4 separate regions of the Mus musculus genome follow, and all the other regions are linked to region 2. Evidence: chromatin contacts called from public Hi-C and promoter capture Hi-C data. All regions are on one chromosome and are shown on one strand. Each heading gives the region's core, a stretch centred on a gene start, on an enhancer-like site or on the middle of the called end of the contact. The rest is flanking DNA. Distances are from core to core; before and after follow the strand shown. Region 1 holds the start of R3hdm1 (R3H domain containing 1). Region 2 holds the start of Slc35f5 (solute carrier family 35, member F5). Region 3 holds the start of Acmsd (amino carboxymuconate semialdehyde decarboxylase). Region 4 holds the start of Ccnt2 (cyclin T2).

The links. Promoter capture Hi-C pulls out the DNA fragments that hold promoters and counts their contacts. Hi-C and Micro-C count contacts between places; a contact is called where the count stands out from the background.
Region 1: a Hi-C map of uterus shows a contact between it and region 2, with 5 times the contacts expected there. The contact joins the promoter of R3hdm1 here to the promoter of Slc35f5 in region 2. A contact is called at or near these places in 3 of 39 promoter capture datasets (cranial neural crest, liver and pre-B cells), 1 of 484 Hi-C or Micro-C datasets (uterus) and 2 of 115 datasets of contacts at active chromatin or transcription factors (astrocytes and cardiomyocytes).
Region 3: a promoter capture Hi-C map of liver shows a contact between it and region 2, with 4 times the contacts expected there. The contact joins the promoter of Acmsd here to the promoter of Slc35f5 in region 2. A contact is called at or near these places in 2 of 39 promoter capture datasets (hippocampal neurons and liver) and 1 of 115 datasets of contacts at active chromatin or transcription factors (astrocytes).
Region 4: a Hi-C map of muscle stem cells shows a contact between it and region 2, with 6 times the contacts expected there. The contact joins the promoter of Ccnt2 here to the promoter of Slc35f5 in region 2. A contact is called at or near these places in 4 of 39 promoter capture datasets (cranial neural crest, liver and pre-B cells), 6 of 484 Hi-C or Micro-C datasets (the G1E-ER4 cell line, LSK cells, cardiomyocytes and 3 more), 2 of 115 datasets of contacts at active chromatin or transcription factors (astrocytes and neural progenitor cells) and 2 of 9 other capture datasets (adipose tissue and liver).

The regions. Positions count from the first base shown.
Region 1 is chr1:128,101,626-128,105,292 of GRCm38.p6, reverse strand. R3hdm1 (R3H domain containing 1) reads right to left here and starts at 1,987. Exons shown (of 27, transcript NM_181750.2): 1 at 1,810-1,987. It overlaps Zranb3 (zinc finger, RAN-binding domain containing 3), which reads left to right and starts at 2,822. Exons shown (of 21, transcript NM_027678.3): 1 at 2,822-3,040. It also overlaps the pseudogene Gm29383.
Region 2 is chr1:125,558,244-125,562,433 of GRCm38.p6, reverse strand. Slc35f5 (solute carrier family 35, member F5) reads right to left here and starts at 1,432. Exons shown (of 16, transcript NM_028787.5): 1 at 1,150-1,432; 2 at 69-159. The coding sequence starts at 1,189.
Region 3 is chr1:127,727,162-127,730,861 of GRCm38.p6, reverse strand. It overlaps Acmsd (amino carboxymuconate semialdehyde decarboxylase), which reads right to left and starts at 1,449. Exons shown (of 10, transcript NM_001033041.2): 1 at 1,320-1,449. The coding sequence starts at 1,376. Gm35993 (predicted gene, 35993) reads left to right here. Exons shown (of 4, transcript NR_168316.1): 3 at 272-407; 4 at 1,385-1,568.
Region 4 is chr1:127,771,391-127,775,449 of GRCm38.p6, reverse strand. Ccnt2 (cyclin T2) reads right to left here and starts at 1,286. Exons shown (of 9, transcript NM_028399.1): 1 at 1,065-1,286; 2 at 268-349. The coding sequence starts at 1,222. It overlaps 2900009J06Rik (RIKEN cDNA 2900009J06 gene), which reads left to right and starts at 1,396. Exons shown (of 2, transcript NR_045298.1): 1 at 1,396-1,522.

The sequences.
Region 1 (3,667 bases), core at 738-3,237, 2.5 Mb before region 2:
AATAGTAAAAGAATGTAGTCCCCTGTATTTTCATCAGACCTTCCATACAAAGAATTCATGAGACCTAAATATATCACTGCATAAATTGCCAACTAATTATCAAGTTTGGGGAACTATGCTAGGGAATGTATGCTATGGGGACTCAATGGAGAAGCTGAGGGAACTAATCTTCAAAAGCTATGTACTACATTAAAAAAATCAGTAACACATAACCAGATTCCTTCTTAATCCAAGTGAATGGATCTATTTTACTTCTGTATCTACTTGCATTATTTTGAGAACATGGCAGATTCCTAAGGTACTTCTGTGACCCAGAAGAAATAGTCTATTAGTCAAAGCATAGGTTGTTTATTCAGAACCAGTGTTCTCTCTAAAACAAATAAATCTTAGAAATGGGGTGGTCTGTAGCCATGCCTATTATAGATTACAGGGTCCACTAAAGTCATATTCTCCTAGGCTGAAAAAGCAGAGTGGAATTTGAAAAGATGGGCACACTATCAAAATCTGATACAATTATAAGACAATCCCCTAAAATATAAAGACATAAAATCTGAAGAGAATGATATTTCTTCAGTTAAATGGGTAGCTACATGAACTCTACTGATTCAAGTATTATAAGGAAGGGGCTTCGAGGTTGATTTCATCTTTTTATGACTCGATGCTCTTGGAATCAATGACATTTAAATTTAAGAGGTTTCTTTAGCTGGGCGATGGGGGGCCACACCTTTGATCCCAGCTCTTGGGAGGCAGAGACAGGTGGATTCTGTGAGCTCAAGGCCAGCCTGGTCTACATTGTGAGTACCAGGACAGCCAGGGCTACACAGAGAGACCCTGTCCAGGGAAAAAATCTAAAATAAAGGGGAGTATGGTATGAGATTCTTTAACGTGACCCAGCCAAACTATAACCTTAGGAGTGGGATATGTGTGTTTGTGTGTATTCATTCATGCTAGAAATTCTATTTTTACCTCTTCAGAAATGCACCTTATTATTTAGTAAGCAGCACTGCTTTGGAAGATACCTCTTCACCTCTAACTAGTTTAGGGGACTTGCTCTCTCAGGACCCAATTCACAGAAGTCACAACAGCCAAACCCAATTTTGTTTCTCCTTAAAAGCAACTTCAGACAACAGTGACAATCTCTGGTACATAACCACAAGAAGAAAAAAAAAAAAACTTCTAATATACAGGGATGGAAAGGGGGGAGGGGGATTTACATCATAACGTCCCCCGTAGGTTCGTCCATCAACGACCAAGGCTCTGACAGTCATTCAACTTTCTTGCTAATTTCCCCACTGTGTTTTTTCTAGCAGTACGGGCAGTACGGGCACGACGTGCTGTTTCCCTTTTGGTGTGTGTGACAATTCCCCGGAGCGGGGGTATCAGCCCCGGGCATCTGGTCCAGGCCCCGGAGAACAGTTCCGCGAACGGTCCCTGCTCCAGCCTGGCCTGACTATGTTGCTTTTCCCCTCCGTCCTCCCCGGATCTCCAGGGCTCGCAAGAGCAGCAGCTGCAGCAGGGACGCTCGGGAACCTGTCCCCAGCTCCCCCGCTAGGCCTCAAGGGGTTGGCGCTGCACATGGCCCCCAGCGAAGCGGCGGGCACCGCGCGGTGGAGGCGACTAGAGGGCTCGCCTCAGAACCCGACGGCCCCTGGCGGGCCGGAGGAGAGGGGAGGGACGCCGTCTCCTCAGCGCTTAGCTCCCCGGCTGCCTCACTCTCCCGCTCCGTTAGCGCTACCGGTTGGCGGGCGGGGGAGGGGAGCGAGCGCGTTATTCCCGGGGCGCCGCGGGGGAGGGGACAGCATCTCTTACCCGCGTTACTGAGAAGGAGCAGGAGGAGGTGGCGGGAGCGCGGCACAGCGGGGCGACGGCGGGGCCGGCTGGTTGCAAGGTAGAGTCTCACGGAAGGGAATTAACCCCATCACCAGCCCGGACACCGGCTCCAGCGGCAGCCGCGGCGGCAGAATCCCGCCCCTTCCCACCACGCACTGGCCCCGCCTCTCCGTCGCGTTGACGGAAAGCAGCCTACCTCATACGCTAGGTCAACATTAAGTGACATACAAATTATCCAATCAGCGTTTGAAAACCACTTTCGCTCCACCCCCATTATCACTGCGGGACAGCGGGAGAACGGGACTAAGTCTATCTCCACCCACAAAAGAAAAAGAACCAATCCCGGGCAAGTTGTCGTCCCTGAACGACGTAAGAGTCAACCAATGATAAAGCTAGGAGGACAGCCATTTTGCCCACTTGTGAAAGAGCCACCTTTCCCACGAGTAGAATCCTGAGGTGGGCGAGTTCCGGGCGATTTTAATCACTGGAGATGTGGTAGACAACTCTCTTTCTTCAGGGAATGATTATAGAGCTTTTTAAGGATGAAAGGACAATTTTGTCGTTCATGTGGGAAGATGAGAGGAAGGCTTTAAGGATGTGGCTCCGCCCCTTAGCGGTAACGGGTTCCAGGCTGAACACCTGGTTCCTCCAGTCTTAGTGGTGGAGGCAGGGCTTCTGAGCACTTTGGCTCCTGCGACTACAGTTCCCAAGATGCTTTGAGACCCTGTTTTCCTCATTTTGCTTCCGGTAGTGTTTCATGGGAATTGTAGTTCTTGAGAGGTTACGGTGTAACCTCCTTGTCTAGATGAGTAAGAGGAAATTTTTGAATAATTTGGAGTTGAGAATGAAGTCGCAAGGTTCTAGTCAGGTCTTTTCGCATCGCTAAAGGAAGGAGAATATAACAGGGTTGGGAATTTTCTCAACACATTACAATGTTTTAGAGTGCTGGTATTTGAACTCTTCCAAGTCTAGGTCATCCGTTTAACGTCACTTCCGCTTAGTTGAAGACGCTTGCAAAAAGTTTGGCGGGAGTTGAAGATTATGAAGCTAGTGCTGCATTTTGGCGGACTGTATAGGGCAAGAGATGGGAAATTGACTGCACTTTAATTGCGCTATAAGAAAATAGTGGGTAACAGTCGGGCGTGGTGGCTGATGCCTGTAACAGCTGGAAGCTGAAAGGTCGCCGCGAGTTCATAGCCTGGGCTACAGAGTGAGTTTTAAAACAGCTGGGACTACAGAATTCACCTTGTCTAAAATAACCCCCCCCCCCGCACTGCCCCCTCCCCCTAAAAAAACCCATCCAGAAATATGAAATGGCATGGGTGTAATTCTCGAGCCTGTAATGTAATTTTCTACTTTGCTACTTAGTCTTGCAGAGCCAGTGTTTATCAGATCTGTTCACTCTTGAGTTTGTAGAGGATGCTTTAATTTGCCTTTAGCTACTGTCTGTGAAGCAGCATAGGTTCATGTCCTGGAAGGTATTGGAAATTCTGAACTAATTCCTCCCATTTATACAAATAGTCCCCAGAAGTCAGAAGTTGCCTTTGAACAGGATCTTAAAAAAAAAAAAGTCTCCTCCATCATTTTTATGGAGACTTTGTCTTACTACTTTTCTCATAAATATTTATTGAGCACTTACACTAGTGGTAAATATACTAGGCTTAAAGGATTGAAGAGTGCACAGAAAGGTAAGTTTTGTTTAAAACGAGTTAGAAAGATTAAGCAAAATTTATGTTACTTGGTCTTTTTAATATCTCCAAATTTAGCATCTTCATAGTTATGTTTTGTGTGTTGATTTGGTTTCCTCTTTGCTTTCTACTTTTAGATTTAAAAACCA
Region 2 (4,190 bases), core at 183-2,682:
TCCAGCCCAAGGAAACAAGAGACATTTGCTAGTAGTCTCTGCTTTTTACTGATAACATGAGAATTTACCTTGTTGCAAGGGCTTCTCTGAGATCCTCAAATGCAATGCCTGCAAAGCGGGCAGAGCCCAGTCCAAATGGAGGTAAAGAACTCAGCCCACCTAAAACAGCACCACAGAAATAACGCTTAGGGAAAGTTCAAGTGTAAAATCACATCTTTTCCACTCTTCACCTTCAAGGACTATCAAAATGTATGCAACAGAAGCCACCCTGGGGACATGTAGCTTAGTAGTGCAATGCTTGCCTAGCATGCATGAGTTCTTGGGTTGCATCCCAAACACTTCCCAAACTGGGCACAGTGGCACGTGTCTATAATCCTAGCACTTGGAAAGTGTGGGGTGTGGGGGGAGGGGAAACCAGAGAATCAGAAGATCAAAGTCAGTCAGAATACATACTGAGTTCAAGGCCAGCATGGGCCATATGAGACTGTGTCACAAAATAATAACAACAGCAAAACAAATACAAACAAGAAATCCCATGCTAGCGGTGTCGCTCAGCTAGTAGAGTGCGGAACCAGGCCATAAGCCTGGTGTGCTGGTGCATGCCTGTAAGGCAGAAGACAGAAGTTCAAGGTTACCCTTGGCTACAAAGTGATTTTTGAGACCAGTCTCGGATACCTAAGACCTGTCCCCGACCTGACACCTCCCAGCCCCCCAAAAATAAAAGGTTATACTCAAAGAGGTCCTGGGTACCAGGCGGGTAAAAAAAACGAGAGAGAGAGAAGAAGATTCCACATATGGCACATTGAAGAGTGCTGTAAACGGATCCTCGAAGTCTCATAAACAGAACTCTCTAGATTCTCCCTTCAGGACATCCGCCCCTGGCAGTCTAGACACGCGTGTCCTTACCCCCCCATCTCCAGGGGATTCAGCTCGCTGACAGGAAGTGATGTGCGAGGGTCCACTCCCCTCACGTGAGAACCAGGATCATCCTCGCTCCCCACCCGCCCAGTCACGACAGAAAACAGCTGGCACAGGGAAGCCGCCCCTTGGCGAGGGAAAGACATGAGGAAAACCCAGCCTCTTGCCTCGTGAGGGGCGTGAGAACTCTGACCCGTCCTCCCTGGCCGCGGACGCCGGCCCACCGCCTACCTGGCCTTCCTGCCCCTCGATGGAGTCGTGGCGGCACCATGAGCGGCCCCGGCTCGGCCCGCCGCCCAGAGCCGCCGCCTCACACCGCACGCACAGACCCCAGCATCGTGCCCCACAGCAAGCCCAACTTAAGAAGCTGCGCTGCCCCTCGGCTCAAGGCCGCGGCTGTCACAGCACTCGGCCCCGACGGAGGGGAGTGACCCAGGCCACCGGACGGCGCTGGCAGCGAGAGTCCTGGAGGCCCGGATTGCGGCCGCGGCCCAGGCCCCGCCCCCGGCCGGTCAGCCAGCCAGGCCACGCCCACTGCTGGCCAAACAAGCCCATCCCACGGCTGGCCAACCGGCAGGCCCCGCCTCCTGCCCGTCAGCCAGTCAGACTCCACCCCCGACCTATTGACCACCTAGAGCTGCCCTTTGAGCAATTAGCTAGGCGAGATCCCAGTCAAGCTCCGCCCCTGGGTAGCGAACCTGGCAGCGCATCCCGGTAGACAGGAACCGCTCCGGGTACCCTGGACCCCATCCTGGAGACTCTAGGCCCCCAGCTTGTCCACCAACTAGGTGACATCCTCCCCATCACTCAGTGAGTCAACCGGTCAAGCTCAGCTCTCAGTTCGTCCACCCGGCGTCCATTCTGCCTCCTCCCCCAGTTGACAATCCATACCCTAGGCCTGGGTGGTCTGCCCAGAGCCCCGCCCCCCAGACAGCCCGGCAGTCCCCGCCCCTGTCCAGTCAGCTTCAGCGGCCCCGCCCCCTAGCCCAAAGACTGCGGGCGCGCAGGTTACGTCACGCCGGACGCGACTTCGGACCGGGGGAGGGCACGTTTCCTGGTTCTTGTTGCCGTAGTGTGGACGCCAGCCTTGAACAGGCTTGTGGCTTGGAGTCGTGACAGTGGCGCGAAGGAACAGAGAAGGGAAGAGAACAGAGCGGAGAGGGCGGGGATGTCTAGAAGAGGGAGAACCCAGCCCTGGCAAGGCTGCCAGACTTCCCCACTGCCCCGCCCTGAAGCGAAAGCTGACTGCACCATTTCTTCCAGTGTTTAAGCAAGCATTTTCCAGTAGCCCTTTCTAAAATCAGGCAGTGTAGCTTGGCGCCCCGTTGGATTCCTAGATCGTTTTTGTCCGTAAACTAGAGCTTCATTCTTGCAGTTAGAAGTTGTAGACCAGGTTATTCATCTCCCTGGCCCTCACTTTTTTTATGGGAAGAAAAAAACAAAAACAAAGCCATAAAACCATGTGAGTGCCTCGGCTGTATGTTTACACCCAGTATACATACATTCTCAAACAAATCAGTTCAGCCTGTGACACATAAGACCTCCACAGATGCTAACCATGGGTTTTTGTTTTATGGGTATTGAAGCTCCCATAAAATTGAAAAATTGGCCAGGATCCTGATTTATATTTAGATTAACACGAGACTTAAGGCTTCTGTAGCCACAATTGCATTGTTAGCATTTTTATCAAATGAGGCAAGGAAATATTTTTTTCTCATGTAGTCACTGTGTTTCATCCTTCTCTTTTAACTTTGTCTACAAAGTCTTATGACTAAAATTAAGATGGACATTTTGTGATCTGGTCGGATTCTAAAAAACTCCTGGCATCAAACACTTCTAGTCACTGAGAAACCCACTGCTGGAACAGGAGAGATAACTTAGTGGACAAAAGTCCTTGCTGTGCAAGCATGAGGTCCTGAGTTTAGATCCCTAGCGCCCATGTAAAAAGCTGGGCTTGGTCATGTGCACATTTGCAACCCCAGCACGATGAGAGGCAGAGATGGAAGGATCTGTCTTGCTACTTGCCAGACACTTCCGGTTCAGTAAGGAGTAAGGAGAGTGACAGAGCAGGATACCTAATGGTCTCTGGCCTCTGTCTGTACACTCCTGCACACAAACAAACACAACTTGCTTGGTCATTCAGTTAAGAACAAATGATTAAGCATACTGTAGTGGTTTGAATAAGTTTGGCCCAGGGAGTGGCACTATTTGGAGATGTGGCCTTGGAGTAGGTGTGTCACTGTGGGGGTGGGCTTTAAAACACTCTCCCTAGCTTCCTGGAAGTCAGTATTCTCTTAGCAGTCTTCAGATGAAGAGGTAGAATTCTCAGCTCCTCCTGCACCATGCCTGCCTGGATGCTGTCATGCTCCTGCCTTGATGATAATGGACTGAACCTCTGAACCTGTAAGCCAGCCCCAATTAAATGTTGTCTTTATATTGTTGCCTTGGTCACGGTGTCTGTTCACAGCAGTAAAACTCTAACATTCTATCTGTTTTTACCTGTTTAAAATCTGATCCATCCTCTTTCTAAGTATTGGCTGGCTCCATCAACTCCCAAGAAAGTGCGCCGTCTTTAAAAGGAAAGGGAAAAAACTTATCATTCAGAGTACATAGCCACAGTGTAGCAAGTACTTGAAGTTACTGTACTACATAGTAGGTATTTGGTTATACCCATACACCATATTATTCCAGCACAAGCTTTTCCGTCTTTTAACATCTGATATAGTGAATCAGTCAAGATCAAGAGTCAAGGCCATACATGATGGCATATGCCTTTAATCCCAGTGCTTTAATTTCAAGGTCTACCTAGTCTACATAGTGAGTTACAAGACAGGTAAAGCTATATAGTGAGATGAGAGAGAGGGAGAGAGGGAAGGAGGGAGAGAGAGAGAGAGAGCCAGCCTGGAAACTACTATGAGGACCAAGCTGGCCTTGAAATCACATAGATCTGCCTGCCTCTCCATCCTGAATGCTGGGATCAAAGGTATGTGCTACCACACACCCAGCACATGGGTTTTAGTTCTGAAAACTTATTATAGAATATTGAGGATTATTTACAGTGTGCCTTAGATTCTCCATATATAAATATGGATTGCTTAAAATGACAGCACCTACACACAAGCTACTACTATTACTACGTATTCCTAGAGCATCTGCTAAAGGACAGTGGTGACAGTGTTTGTGTGTGGAATAAAATCATTCTAGGTAGATTATTTTCATGCACTCTCAAAACTAATTTAACTATTCCAGTAATATTTTCCTCCAGCTGTCTT
Region 3 (3,700 bases), core at 200-2,699, 2.2 Mb before region 2:
TTGAGTTCATTCATTTTTTTTCCCCACCTTAAATTAAGTAAATTACTAGTAATGTGAAAGTAGTCCAGAATATGACAGTCTGGGCAAAACCAGATATTGACCTAAATTAACTTCTAGATAGTTACAAGTTTTCTCCATGTTCCCCCTTCCTTTTTCAGTACCTCTCCCTCTTTCTCTTTCTCATTCTCTCCATCCCTCCCTTCCTCCCTCCCTGCCTCTTTCCTTCCCTTCCCTTCCAGTCTGGAATGCACTATGTTATTGTCTTCCTCAGCCTTCTGACACCAACTTTCAAAGTTTTTAAGGAGGTGGACTGAAGAGAGAATAGCGTGTGTGCTGCTCTTCCAGAGGACCTGAGCTCCCAGCATCCTGAAACTGCAGTTCAAGGGCACCCAATGTCTCTGGTCTCTGTGAGTACACAGTATGCTCTTGGTTTACAAATCTTTCTCTTTTTCTCTTTCCCTCTACACACACACACACACACACACACACACACACACACACACACACACACACACACACACAGAGAGAGAGAGAGAGAGAGAGAGAGAGAGCAATAAGTCTTTAAGGGAAGTTTCCATCCTTTGTAAAACACAGAAAATACTTTCCCCACCTCTCAGTGCTTCAGATGGAATCCAGGGCTTCCCGCATAACAGGCAAACATTATCATGAGCTATGCCCACAGGTCCAACCCACCTCGTTTCTTTTTACAGAGAGCACTCTTATAGACATCCATTGTACAAATATTTCATGTCACTTAGAAATCTAGGGATTTCTATGATACCTGCTTCCCAGGTTTCCCTAACAAGGGTTCACAGCTTAAAGATCAGACAGGAAAGGTTTCAGACAGAGTCCTGAAATAGACTGAAAAGACATTTCACAAAGCTATCTCCTGGCGCTTCTAGAACCTATTTTAAACCTTCTGGAAAAAGACCACGTTTTATTTTTTTAATGGTCTTTCAGTTGCAACCATGACTTTCGATCCTGTAGTTGGCAGGTGTCCTTCCAGCAGCTGAGCACACTATTTAAAAGTCAGCAAAGCTGCTTGACTTAAATCATCCAGGAATTTGAAAGGCTGTGTAATTTGAGGGGAGAAGAAGACCTCCGAGAAGGCCCTTATTTCTTTGACCCATTGTTCTGTTGAGATGAACATAAAAGTCATCTTTAAATAGTAGGAAATTAGAGCTACCAAGTAATTTAAGAATCATCCCCACCCCCCCAAGAATGAAGAAGGATTCCATACCATTCCATCTCCAATGAAGAGAGAAATCTATGAACAGAGGTGTGGTCCAGAAAGAATCCAGCACATTAGTTACCATTACCTTTTCTAGATCGGGCCATTCCTTTGGTAGAATATGAGTGTGGATGTCAATTTTCATCTCCACAGGACCAGAGGAGACACGTGTACATACAAAAAGGGAAATTCTGATATGGAGAGATCAGCGTGAAAATCAGAGTTCATTGACTCTTCTGCCCCTTTATGTCTACCTTCAGGTACCCGTCAGGAGGCCTGGCCAGCCCAGTTGGTTCATGTCAACTGCCCTATTAAAGTTCAAGATTCTGTTTGCCCACTTGGCTTTGGGCCAGCATTCTTTGGTAACTAGGACTCAGCACAATATTTTTTAAAAGAAAAAAAAAAAAAACTTCAACCAGAAAACAAGAATGTACTCAACTCCAGAGGTCAAAAGTACAGCATGCTGCCTTGATTCAATAGTTGCTCAGAACTTGACTAATTTGGAGATGGGGAGGTAGCTCAGTCGGCAGAAGGCTTGACTAACGTGAATGAAGTCCTGAGCTCCATTCACAGCACCACGTTAACCAGACATGGTGCACTGCCCCAGACTGGACTCAGTCGGTCCCTCAGCCCCCGGGGAATCAGGATTTTGGTATTCAGGTGGACAAGGAGTCAGCGGGGTGACAAACAGACACAAACACCAGAGATAGTGCTGTATCTGAATGTAATTTCTCAAAGTGAGCATTAGACTTATATTATAGAAGGAAACAAAGGCGTTAGGTGACACATCAGCCAAGGCACATTGAAGTTATCTGACACAAAACAGAGAAATGCATACATAAAGACTGGCAGGAACCAGGCAGTGTTTATAATTGAGATAAGATCAGCCCTATCTAAAGTCAGCTATTGACAGGAGCTAGTTGAGGATTTTACACCCTAGTCACAATTTATGCTATTCTTCTGAGCCTTGTGAAAGTTTGCACCTGGGGGGTTCTGCTCTTGATGACCTTTTCAATAATAATGAAATACTGTAGTTCCTCCTTAAACCACAACCCTCCTTCTCCCTAGGCCACTGTAAATTCTTGTATATGGTAGTAACTTGGCTTCTTTTTAAAGAGTCTGTAGGGAATCTCTATTTGTCAGAAGAACTCACCAACTTTCTTCTAATATGTAATGTAGTCTGCCATACCTGACTGTAATGAGGATTCTAAGTTTACTTTGCTAAGCTTGCCTTGAGATTTCCAGCTCCTATCTAGTAAAATACTGTAAGAAAGCATGCAAGACCCTCCACACTATCGCAGGGACAAATTTGGAGCATTCGTGCTATGGGGATGCCAAGGCTCCAGGAGACTAAGTTTCCGTGAAAAAACTTTTTTTTTTTTTTTGGTTTTTCGAGACAGGGTTTCTCTACATGTCTCAGGACTGCGTCCAAGCTTTTGGGCATGCCACACAGTCTCCACTGGAGTGGGTGTGGCAGTGCACACTAATAATTATGGTGCCTTGGAAACAATGGCAGGCAGATCAGAAGTTCAAGGTCACTTTTGGGTTCATAGCAAGTTCAAGGCTGGCCTGTACATGGGACCCTGCCTTCAGGGAAAAATATTGACTAATTTTGTGTTTTGATATTTAAAATCTATTAAGATGCATTCTATTAAAAAACAACTAGTGTGTATTTAGACATAAAATAATTCAGGGGAGTTTTAAAGAAAAATGATTTATCTCCAATTCATATCTTCTTATATTTGGTCTTATTACCCCAAAAGTAACTCACTTTACTGCCTTTTGGGTTTGTTTTCTGATCCAGTTAACTATTTCCAGGTCATTTATTTATTTATTTATTTATTTATTTATTTATTTATTTATTTGAGACAAGCTTTTTCTGTGTAAAAGCTCTGGCTGTTCTGGAACTCACTTTGTAGACTAGGTTGACCTTGAACTCACAGAGATCCACTTGCCTTTGCCTCTCAAGTGCTGGGATTAAAGGCATGCATCACCATGCTGGGATAAATCATATTTAAAAATTAGCTTGCTCATGAAAATTTAACATGTTGAAAACATACATGGTAGGGGAAGTTTCTCTTTTCTTGTCTTTCTAAATTATTTTAAATGCATAAGTGTTCTGCCTACATGTATGTCTATGCACTACATGCTTGTCTGGTGTCCCCAGAGATAAGAAAGGGGCATTGAAACTTGAGTTATGGATGGTTATGGGGCATTGAATCCCCTGGAACTAGAGTTACAGATGCTTGTGAGCTACAGTGTGCATACTGGGAATTGAACCCGGGTCCTCTGGAAGAGCAGCTAGTGTTCCTAATCGCCAAGCCATTTCTCCAGACCAGGGAAGTTTCATCTTCATTTGTGCTGTCTTTTCTCTGTTCGGGCTACATTTTGTTCTTCACCTTTGGTTTTTTTATTCACCAACCACATATCTTTTCATTTATTCTTACATGCTTATTTAGCAAGCACTTA
Region 4 (4,059 bases), core at 37-2,536, 2.2 Mb before region 2:
AGTGAGACCCTGTCTCAAAACAAAACAACACCCCCCTCCCCAACAAATCCAACAACAAAAGGCTAACACTGTGCTTTACAGCTTAATTAATAAAATTCTCTCTCACACACACTCCTCTGCACGAGGCAAAACGTTTATTGCATAACTCACATTTATAGTAAACGTAGAACGCTCAATTTATAAGTAAAAACAACGATCAACTAACTTGTTTTCGCATTATCTACTCATTTTAACATTCGGCGTCTAAAACAATAAAACAGTACTTACATTTCTGTTGAATTTGGTGAAGGAATGGTGCATATAAAACCTGTGCATATAAACAATCGCAGTGTTTATTGTAAGCTGAGAGCTGGGATGCAACGTTTAGAAAATAATCTAAGCAAAATGTTTCCAAAAACTAAATCAATTTGAATGGAAAAATCCCCTTTCCATTTACTCAAATCCAATCCTCAACCTGAAAGTATGCAGAAAGTCTGCGGGGAGAAGAGAAATCAGTCTGGATGCCAAATTATTCTAATACGCTACGTAGGGAGAGCCCAGGAATTATTTGCAATTAGGTTACAGCTTAGTACAGTAGAAATAAAGTAGTCGAAAGGCGCGCGCCACACACCCAAAGAACATGAAACATCTACGTGCGTTCCCCCGGCGCAACAGAGCCGCCCTGGAGCCGGCACGGAAGCCTCGGAAAACACTTTCCGTGGAACATCTGCGACCTCTCTACGTCTCAAGGCCTTTTCTGACTTCCGAAAGTGGAAGGGGCCGCCCCTTGGCTTTGCTCATCCCGGATTCCTCCTCTCTCGCCAGGGAAGCACTGCTATTCCCTCCCGCATCACGCGCTCCCAAACACAGGTTATACAACGCGGGCTCCCGGCCCGCCTTCCCCGGCACATCTCCTCTTTCTCCGGCTCGCCACGGCAGCTCGGGCCCTAGCTTTCTCTGTGTCTTTCCCGAGATCAAAAGACGGCAAAGGGAGCGGCGCCATGTTCCCGGGACACTAGGCCCGGTCACCCGGCGAGCGCGACCAGGGCGTGTGGGACGCAGGGCCGCAACTAGAAAAAGGATACACATTGAGACGTTGCCCCATGTCCTGGATGAGGTTGGCCGCCTGCTGGCGATGCGACAGCTCTTCATCCGCTTCCACTCCGCAGCGGCGGCTCGGCGTGTTCTCCAGCTGTTCCCGAGTAAAGAACCAGCGAGAAGAAGCTCCACGGCCCGACGCCATGACACTTCCTCCTCCGCCCGCGCCCTGAGCCCGCCCCCTCCCCGCCTGCCTCCGGGACTCCGCGCCAATGTGTCGAGGCCCCGCCCCAATGTGCTCTCCGTAGGGTGGGCCACGCCTTTTCCGGGCCTGCTGCTACCCACGCGCACGCGCAGGGACCCGCCCTGCCGGCTCGCGCTGGTCTTTTGCTTTCTCTTTCCGGCCTCCCTCCCCTTTCTCTCTCTCGGACCCGCGGGACCACAATGCTCTGCGCCTCTTGTCATTGGGAGACGCCGTAAAGTGGGGGTCACTCGGAAAGAAAAGGTCGACGCGGTGCATGCTGGATCTGGGAGGGGCTAAGGGGAAGGGGCGGGGCGAACAGGGAAGAGGTCCTGAGGCTGCCTAATAGGGCTTGGACGTTAGCTTTCAACTAAACGGTTTATTTTGTGGTCTGTGAGTTTGCGGGTGCGTTAAAGTCAGAAAAGGCTTTTCTAGTCTCGGCTTCGTGCTGTAGCTTCCATTTTCTTACATGTTGGTGGGTGTATTTTCTTAGCTTTGTTGACTCCTGTGTCCACGAATGGCTACCCTCCGGAGGAGTTAGCTAGGAAAGAACGCTAATTCTAGCAGTGAACTAACAGTGTCTTCTGGGTTTTTTGGTTTTGTTTTTTAAATCGCTAGTAGATGTTGGGGAGCATGCGCCTTTAAAACGTTACTTTAAACCTAAAGCCACTCAAGGGGTATGGGTTGTTTTAAAACGATGTGCCATGTGTCCCAGACTGGCTTTGTGTTCACTCTTGTAGCCAAGAATGACCTTGGATTTACTGTCCTCTTGCTTCCCCCTCGGAAGTGCTGGGATTACAAGGCCAGTGGCATCACTCTGCAGATATCTTTCTTATTAAGTTACCTGTCAAACAATATGAAGTTAATAATTGGAGGTCATGACTCTCTAGGCCTTCCATCCAGATGGGGTGTATGGTTTTGAAGGTCTGTGTGGTTTCTGCGGGTTGAGATTGGGGGATGGTTGGGGAGAAGCAGAACGCTGTAACTCAGGTTGTCCAGAAACAAAGTGCAGGGATTATAGGCTGGTGTGCCGCATCTTGGTTGAAGTGCTGGAGCAGAGGGCCTTAGGCATACTAGGCCAACAGTCTAACAAATGAGTGCAAGAGAAGCTAAGAAAAAAATTGTTTAGGATTTTATAAAGTAAGGTCTCTTATAACTGATGATTTATTTCCATCTTTTTGTAAGGAAGCACCACTCATTTGTTTACATGTTATCTGCCTCTGAGTTAATGCCTATTGTATATGACCAAATTACACTTTAGTTTTTAAGTATTTTCTGAAGACTGCAGTCAGTTATCGAAAACTGGCTTTTAAAAAGCCAACGAGGGCTGTTGAAATGGCCGACCAGCTAAAGGCAACGCTGCCAAGCCGGACAACTTGAGTTCACTCCCCACCTATATGGTAGAGGGAAAGACCCAAATGCTACAAATTGTCCTCTAACCTTCACACGTGCTCAGTGGCACACATGCGTGTGCACACTCATGCACAATAAACAGCTGTAAAGAAAATGACCCTATCTAAAAATTCCTTAAAATGAAAATAAATAAAAGGGCTAGTGTGTTTGTGATTAAAACTTGAGGCTTTCATTTGTCAGGATTTGGGGGTTCCTGCCTCAGCCTACTGCCTGCTCTATTGTGCTATGCTAGTGTTTTGATTATTGTAGGTGGTTATTGTGAACAGCCACCTAAATAATACCTTGTTATAGATATAACAAGATCTCTCATCTTGTTACCTAGATGTTCCTAGATTGATTTAAAGTAACATTCTATAAGTGCCTTTCTACAACACTCAGTCCTAATGATAAAAAAGAGAAAAGTAGAAATGGAGGAGAGCTTTTCAACTTTATAACATCTACAGAAGACAACAGCCAGCATGGCACTTGATGTTAAGGTGGCTTCCATATAAGATTAAGGACAAGGCAAGTCTGTGCCCTCTCTGTTGACTCCTTTCAATATTGTACGAAGTGTCTTATATAATACAATACAAAAGAAACACACAGTAAGCAGATCTGTCCTTTCTGTTTTCTTCAGTTGTGCATGTTGCGGCAGGGCACATGTTGCTGCGGGCATGCCAAAGCACATATGTACAGGTTGGAAGTTGACTTGAGGACTCTTCTCACCTACCACGTGGACCATGGGGATTGAACTAAGATCATCAGTCTTGGTGGCAGTCACTTTTATCCACTGAGCATTGAAGCTTCACTCCTTCTTTACATTTTAAACACGTCTTCATTGTATGCTTGAGTGCCTGCATGTATGAATGTGCACTACATGTAAGCATGGTGCCCACAGTGGTGCCAGATTTCCTGCGGCCTGAGTCCTGAGCTGCTACATAATGGGTGCTGGGGTCTAAACCTTGGGTCCTCCGAAAGAGCTGAAAATGCTTGGAGCTTTTGAGCCACATCTTTCCAGCCCCAGCTTGCATTCCTTTTTGATACAACTGACCTTGGCTTTCCGTAGCACTTCTATAATTGGCTTCACATGATCTTGTCACTGTACCCTAAGACTCTCTACCTTCTCATGTCCATCCACAGTAGTCTTCCTTGCCCTGACCTCTCCTGCCACAAGGCTTAAATATCTACTATTCTGCTAGGAACAAAATTTGACAGCTTCCTATAAGATTTAATATAAATGTTTCACTACAGCCTACTGACCAGGCCACATTTCTGGCTTCCTCTCCTTCCACGCTTGCTTGCCCATAATCTCCAGCTACTATCGCACCCCAGCCTCAGCAGCTTTGTACTGTTGCCATGCACGAAGTCTCTTCATGGCCAGCCAATCTCATTTAGTCTCAAAGTCCTCT